Regions from separate parts of the Sus scrofa genome. Here region 1 is linked to region 2. The links are chromatin contacts, called in public HiChIP or PLAC-seq maps. All regions are on one chromosome and are shown on one strand. The core of a region is the stretch at or near the end of the contact, and the rest is flanking DNA. Distances in the headings are between cores, read along the strand shown.

Region 1 (2,700 bases), core at 178-2,677, 480 kb after region 2:
TGTCCAAATCCAGAAGACCCTCCTGCAAACTGCACACTACCATTTCCTTTGTTTATTCAAGATGACAAAACTGTTAGGCTGGGCCTGAACTACACCTAGCAAAAACCCAGTCCAGAACACGAGTTGCACACACAGAGAACATCTCTACCGGGACTCGTGTTCCTTTTATGTTAATTCAGTAAAAGCTCAAAAGCCTCTGAAAACCTCAGCAGGCAAATAACAGCCTCACTTAAGTGGAAAATATTTGCCTGCCTCTATGCTACTTGGCCTTGAATCTTCTCAGTGAACTTTTTTTCTTTTTTTTCCATTTACAGAAAAAGAAATCTACAATCTTAAGAAACACTGTACCCTCAACTGCTGTTGTGCTCAGTCAGCTTTGAAGAATAACAATGTCTAATCCTAAACACTCTCGCTAAAAGTCCTGAGGCTGGGCGAACAAACTGGCCACTAACTCTTGCTGTAGTTAGTCACTGCACCTGCCCTGACCCTCCATTCAGCCCACCAGCTTCCTAAAGTCCAGAGAAGTATTTAGTATTTTCTCTTTACAGACAGAGACGTGACTCTCAAGCTTGGCTGCGTATTAGAATCACCTGGGAAGTTTTAAAAAATTCCTGAAGCCCAGGGCTTGACCCAGACCAATTAAATCTGAAATCTCCGTAAATGGTACCCAGAACATCAGCATTTTTTTAAAGCTTCCCAGAAAACTCTAATGTTCACGCAAGCGTGAGAACACTGGCAAATACTTATTTTCCTTTCTTCCATCCTGCCCCGGCACCAGCTTTTCCCTCCGCTAACTGCAGCTCCTGCTCTAGACCGAAGTGGACTCCTACGGAACCTTCAAAACTCGGCTCACGCTGTCTTTCTACCAGAAGCACTTTCGTACGATTTGTATTTCGCTAGTTGGTGCGTGGAATGCGCAGAGCAGACAGGAGAGCTCTTAGAGGGACTGAAGGCAAAGGAAAGTAGTGAGAATATTCTGGCGTGGGGCTGGCCCGGGCTCACCTTCTGGTCTGAGCTGGGCCCCGCCTGGCGGTACACTCCAGAACCGTAGGCGAAAGCCAGGCTCAGCTCTTCGGGGAAGTGAGACAGGATCTTGCGGAAGGTCACCCCGGAGCTTTGCAACGCCTGCAGCGCCATGGGGCCGGGGCTCAGCGACAGGGACCCTTGGCGGGGAGGGGAGCGAAGGACAGCAGGGCGAGGAACTGATACCCGCTAAGGGTGGGAGATGGAAGTCGAGGACTGGTCAGAACAGGAGAAGGCTGAGGCCGGGGGCAGGAAGTGGCGTGGCCGGCAGGGACTCGCGGGGGTACTCCAGTCCCGGAGCAGGCTGGAAAGCACCTACTAGAGAACCAGGTGGGCGCTGGCCCAGCCGGTCCAGCGGCCACGTGGGCCACGCCTCCCCCACGCACACGTGCTCCATCTTGGGATGGCGCAAGAGCGGACACCTGCCAGTGGATGGCGACGCGAAGCCTTCGCAGAGACCCCTGGTGGCGGGAGGAGCGGGCTGCAGGCTGGCCGCCTGGGATTTGTCTTGGGTAGGGAAGAGTGACAGCTGATTGAACGGTTTTTGAGCCTTAAAAGTACTTTTTTGTTCTTGCCTCAAACCACATTTAAAATATGGGTATAAGGTCATGGTGTAGCGTTTAAAAAGGTCTTTTTGATGGGGTGAAATGCACATAACATAAAAACATATGCTTTACAATTCAGTGGCATTTAGTACATTTACAGTGTTGTGCAACCATGGTTCATCCAGCTCCAAAACTGCAACATTTTCAAAGCTTAGGAAAACACAAATAAGATTAAAATCATGCCCAATCCCACCATCCAGATATTATCACTGTTAAGATTTGGTTGTGCTTTCTGCCCATTAAAGCCCTCCTTCAAACACGATAACAGGCATGAAAGTGCTCCATAAATGGTAAAAATCAAACAAAAAACTGCACCAAGGGTCTCTGATGTTTGTATTGAATTTTAATGGGGTGGAGAGCCTTTGGTCCTTTGCCTTGTGGATTGGACTCACAAAAGGGCATATTAAATGCAGTTTCTGGTGGAAACAGGATCCCAGGTGAGAGCTTGCCTCTTTGTGTACAATTAGAGAAACTTGCTCGGGGCCACAGGGCCATTCAGGATGTAGTATGACCTCCCGGACAGAGACTTTTCAGATATCCTTTCCTTCTTCCCTGATGTACATGGCCTCTCAACCATAACAGAGTAGTAATAGCTAAATTTGGGTAATGTTGAACCATTTCCCAGGCATTTTTTCATGGGTTCCCTCTGCTGCCTTGTGGAAGGAGGTGATTGCCTTCATTTTACAGATGAAGAAGCTAAGTGTTGGATAAAACAATGTGCTTGGGATCACATCAGCCTGTGGCAAATCTGGAATGAAAATGCTGGCTCCACATCTTAGAATTCTACTCTGTCCTTGAACAGTTTTGAGCAGGAAGCTGTCAAGGCTCAAAGGTTGGCTCGGATCAGAGTGGGGAAAGAAGAGGCAGGGACCAGTTAGGAAGCCGTTACCATAGTTTCACTGTGAATTAAATTGCCTGGCCTGGGGTGATAGAGGCAGGACTGGGATTAATTCAATTGAAAAATGATTATTGGAATTCAAACTCTGGATAAGTGCTGAGGATTTGAGATGACTAGAACAAGGCTGCTCCTGGCAGGCTCGTAGGAGACAGACAAGCAAACCCAGCATGTAAT
Region 2 (2,700 bases), core at 113-2,612:
CAGAGCTGGGTGAGTCACAGATCACATTTGTCTCTCTCTGCCTCCCCTTGCCTGGCCTGTCATTTTCCACTTGAGGGTCTGACTCAGAAGAAGGGAGATTGCTTGTCCATGGTCACAGAGAGAGGTAGTGAATATGCCGACATCTACACCTAAACCTGGCCCTCTGACCAGTGCTCTCCTGAGGTTTTATGACTGGAAATAGTGCAGCCTGCATATCAGGAGAGCTGACTTTGAATTGCTACTCCTGAGCCGCCCATCATAGACTTGTGTTAGGTCACTGACCCTCCCTCAGCCTCAGTGTCCTATCAGTAAAAGCCGGTGCTTTGCCTTGCGTCCAGAATTGTCTTTGATGAGGCTTTTTGTAAACCAGGAAACACAAGACAAATGTGACTTTTCCAGTGTGTCATTTATTTGAAATGAATGTGTTAATCTCTTCTGCAGAGACATTTCAAGTAGGACCCAGCAGACACTGTCATAACCTCCATCACAGGAGCTGTCCTCCAGAGCCAACCTGTGCAGTTGATGTGCTCATTTGAATCCCTTGCCTCTTCCCCTTTTTGCATGTCTCTCATCTCCTTCCCTCCTTCTGCCCTTGAGATGTGCCCTCCTCTCCTTTACAGATTTCATACAGAGAAGGGCCTTAATTAAATTTTCAGTCATGCCCCTGCACTGGTTTCCTTCTTTAAGTCTTTTATGTTAAATTACTGCAGTTGTAGTTTTCTCAGTGCTGAGGCCAGAGAGCAAATCAGTCCCTTTATAGAAGGGGTTCAGTGTCAAAATGCATGTGCCCATGTTTTTAAAGTACTATGGCAACTAATCCCTGTCATGTTATTTACCCCCATTGAGCCTTGCAACTGTTTGTCATTCACCCGCTCTTCTGGTTCTTTCTCCTCGTTGTTAAGTGTCTGAAGGATTATTTTGGTTGTTGGCCATCTCTTCATTTGGCCTTTTCAAAGGCTGAAGAATAATGCAGCCATATATGGAAAAAGCCCAGTGTGTGTGTGATTACTTGCTTACATTATTTCAAGTTTCAAGCCTTTATTTTTAGCTACTTTCTAAAAACGACAGCAGAGAAAGAACTTTAAAATTAATCAGGGTTGTGTGGTACCTTTTTATAGGCTTTACATTTCTTTTATTTCTCTCTTTTCTGAAATGGAGTGAGTCCATTTATGCGACTGTGTTTTGATTAGCAGGATGTCGTTTCCACAAAAACACTGGGCTGTGTTGCAATGCAGACTCAGCACCTCCCCCCCTCCTCTTCCTGGCTCTCCTGACAAATGACTTCCTGCTGCAGTGGAACTTGGTAAACCCCTTTGTGTGCTTTGTATCCAGAGAGGGGCCTGTGACGCTCCCTGGGCTTTTTTTTTTTTTTTTCCTCACCTGCCCGAAGGACAGTGCTTATTACTTGGCCCCTGTAGAATGAGCCGTGGTAGAATAGTGCTTGTCCTTGGCCGGGGAGTCACATGCCACCCCCACCAGCAACTCCTTTTGTAATGTGGGAAGAGGACCTCAGCCTGTGCTCTCCTCTGCATCAGGCCTGAGGCCTGAGGATGACTTAGTTGCTCTTCTTCCTTTGGGGCCATAGGCAGAATTTGGCCCATCCAGAGATTGGCACATGCAGAAACAGGCTTGATGAGGCCCTGAAATTCAGTGATACTCAGCCTGAAAAGAAAATCTGTTACCGAATTTGAAAACTGTGGGAAAAAACCATTTGAAGGTGAGAAAATAGGCCTCTAGGTTTGTTCTTTTTATAAAAGTCTCTGGCCCAGTGTACGTGAATGGGATTCTGCAAGTGGGCAGTGATGTGTATAAGCCACTTTCTCTCTATAAAGGGAATATCTTTTTTTTTTTTGTCTTTTTGCCATTTTCTTGGGCCGCTCTTGCGGCATATGGAGGTTCCCAGGCTAGGGGTCAATCGGAGCTGTAGCCACCAGCCTACGCCAGAGCCACAGCAATGCTGGATCCTAGCCGAGCCTCATCTGCAACCTACACCACAGCTCACGGCAACGCCGGATCGTTAACCCACTGAGCAAGGGCAGGGATCGAACCCACAACCTCATGGTTCCTAGTCGGATTCGTTAACCACTGCGCCACGACGGGAACTTCGGGAATATCTTTAATTTGCCATTTTTATCTGTATATAAAACACAGAAAATCACACTTAAATCATTAAGTATATATCTTGGATTATCACAAAATGAACACCATTCACCTGCCTGGCACACAGATCAAAATGAAATGTTATTGAGCCTCCCCGCTGCCCCCCTCATGGTTCCACTTATCATCACCTCCTTCCCACACAGAGGCAAGCTTCTCCTCACTCTGAACACCTTGAGAGAAAAGTAGAGAATACTTTTTCATTGTAAATCTTAGCATGCTATTTTTTTCTCTGCTGCTAACAAGTGGGATCTTTTATTGACAGTCAGACAGACAGAAAGAAGAAAGAAAAGGAAGAAAGTAAGTGGTCTTTTCCTGGTTCCTGGGATGGTGCTGAGTTCTGTGAGGCCAGCCAGACCCCTTTTCTGGCTTTTTGTAGAGGCCACTCCTGGCATCTCCAGGAGGTTGGTGTGCAGGCTGATGAGAGACCCTGAATGGGGCACAAATTAGCAGGCAGTAGAGCTGCTGATCATCAGAGAATGCAAATCACGTCCATTTAGTAGCTGTCCAAACAGCACGGTCTTGAGGTTAGTGGTCCTGCTT

What was found. HiChIP or PLAC-seq counts read pairs in DNA pulled down with a chosen protein or histone mark.
Region 1: a contact with region 2 is called in an H3K27ac HiChIP or PLAC-seq map of skeletal muscle, with 18 times the contacts expected there. The contact joins the promoter of TAMM41 here to the enhancer-like site in region 2. A contact is called at or near these places in 1 of 5 promoter capture datasets (liver), 24 of 47 Hi-C or Micro-C datasets (adipose tissue, alveolar macrophages, embryonic fibroblasts and 14 more) and 2 of 2 datasets of contacts at active chromatin or transcription factors (alveolar macrophages and skeletal muscle).

The regions. Positions count from the first base shown.
Region 1 is chr13:67,982,099-67,984,798 of Sscrofa11.1, forward strand. It overlaps TAMM41 (phosphatidate cytidylyltransferase, mitochondrial), which reads right to left and starts at 1,428. Exons shown (of 8, transcript XM_003132370.4): 1 at 1,003-1,428. The coding sequence starts at 1,137.
Region 2 is chr13:67,502,684-67,505,383 of Sscrofa11.1, forward strand. All of the region lies in intron 17 of ATG7 (autophagy related 7), which reads left to right. Among named protein-coding and RNA genes, the nearest start is that of ATG7, 86 kb to the left of the region's middle. Within about 2 kb of position 1,363, at least 44 of the 83 cell types and tissues checked have an H3K27ac peak or open chromatin away from gene starts, as enhancers often do. A contact at or near this core is called in adipose tissue, alveolar macrophages, epiblast stem cells and 7 more, where this site is marked.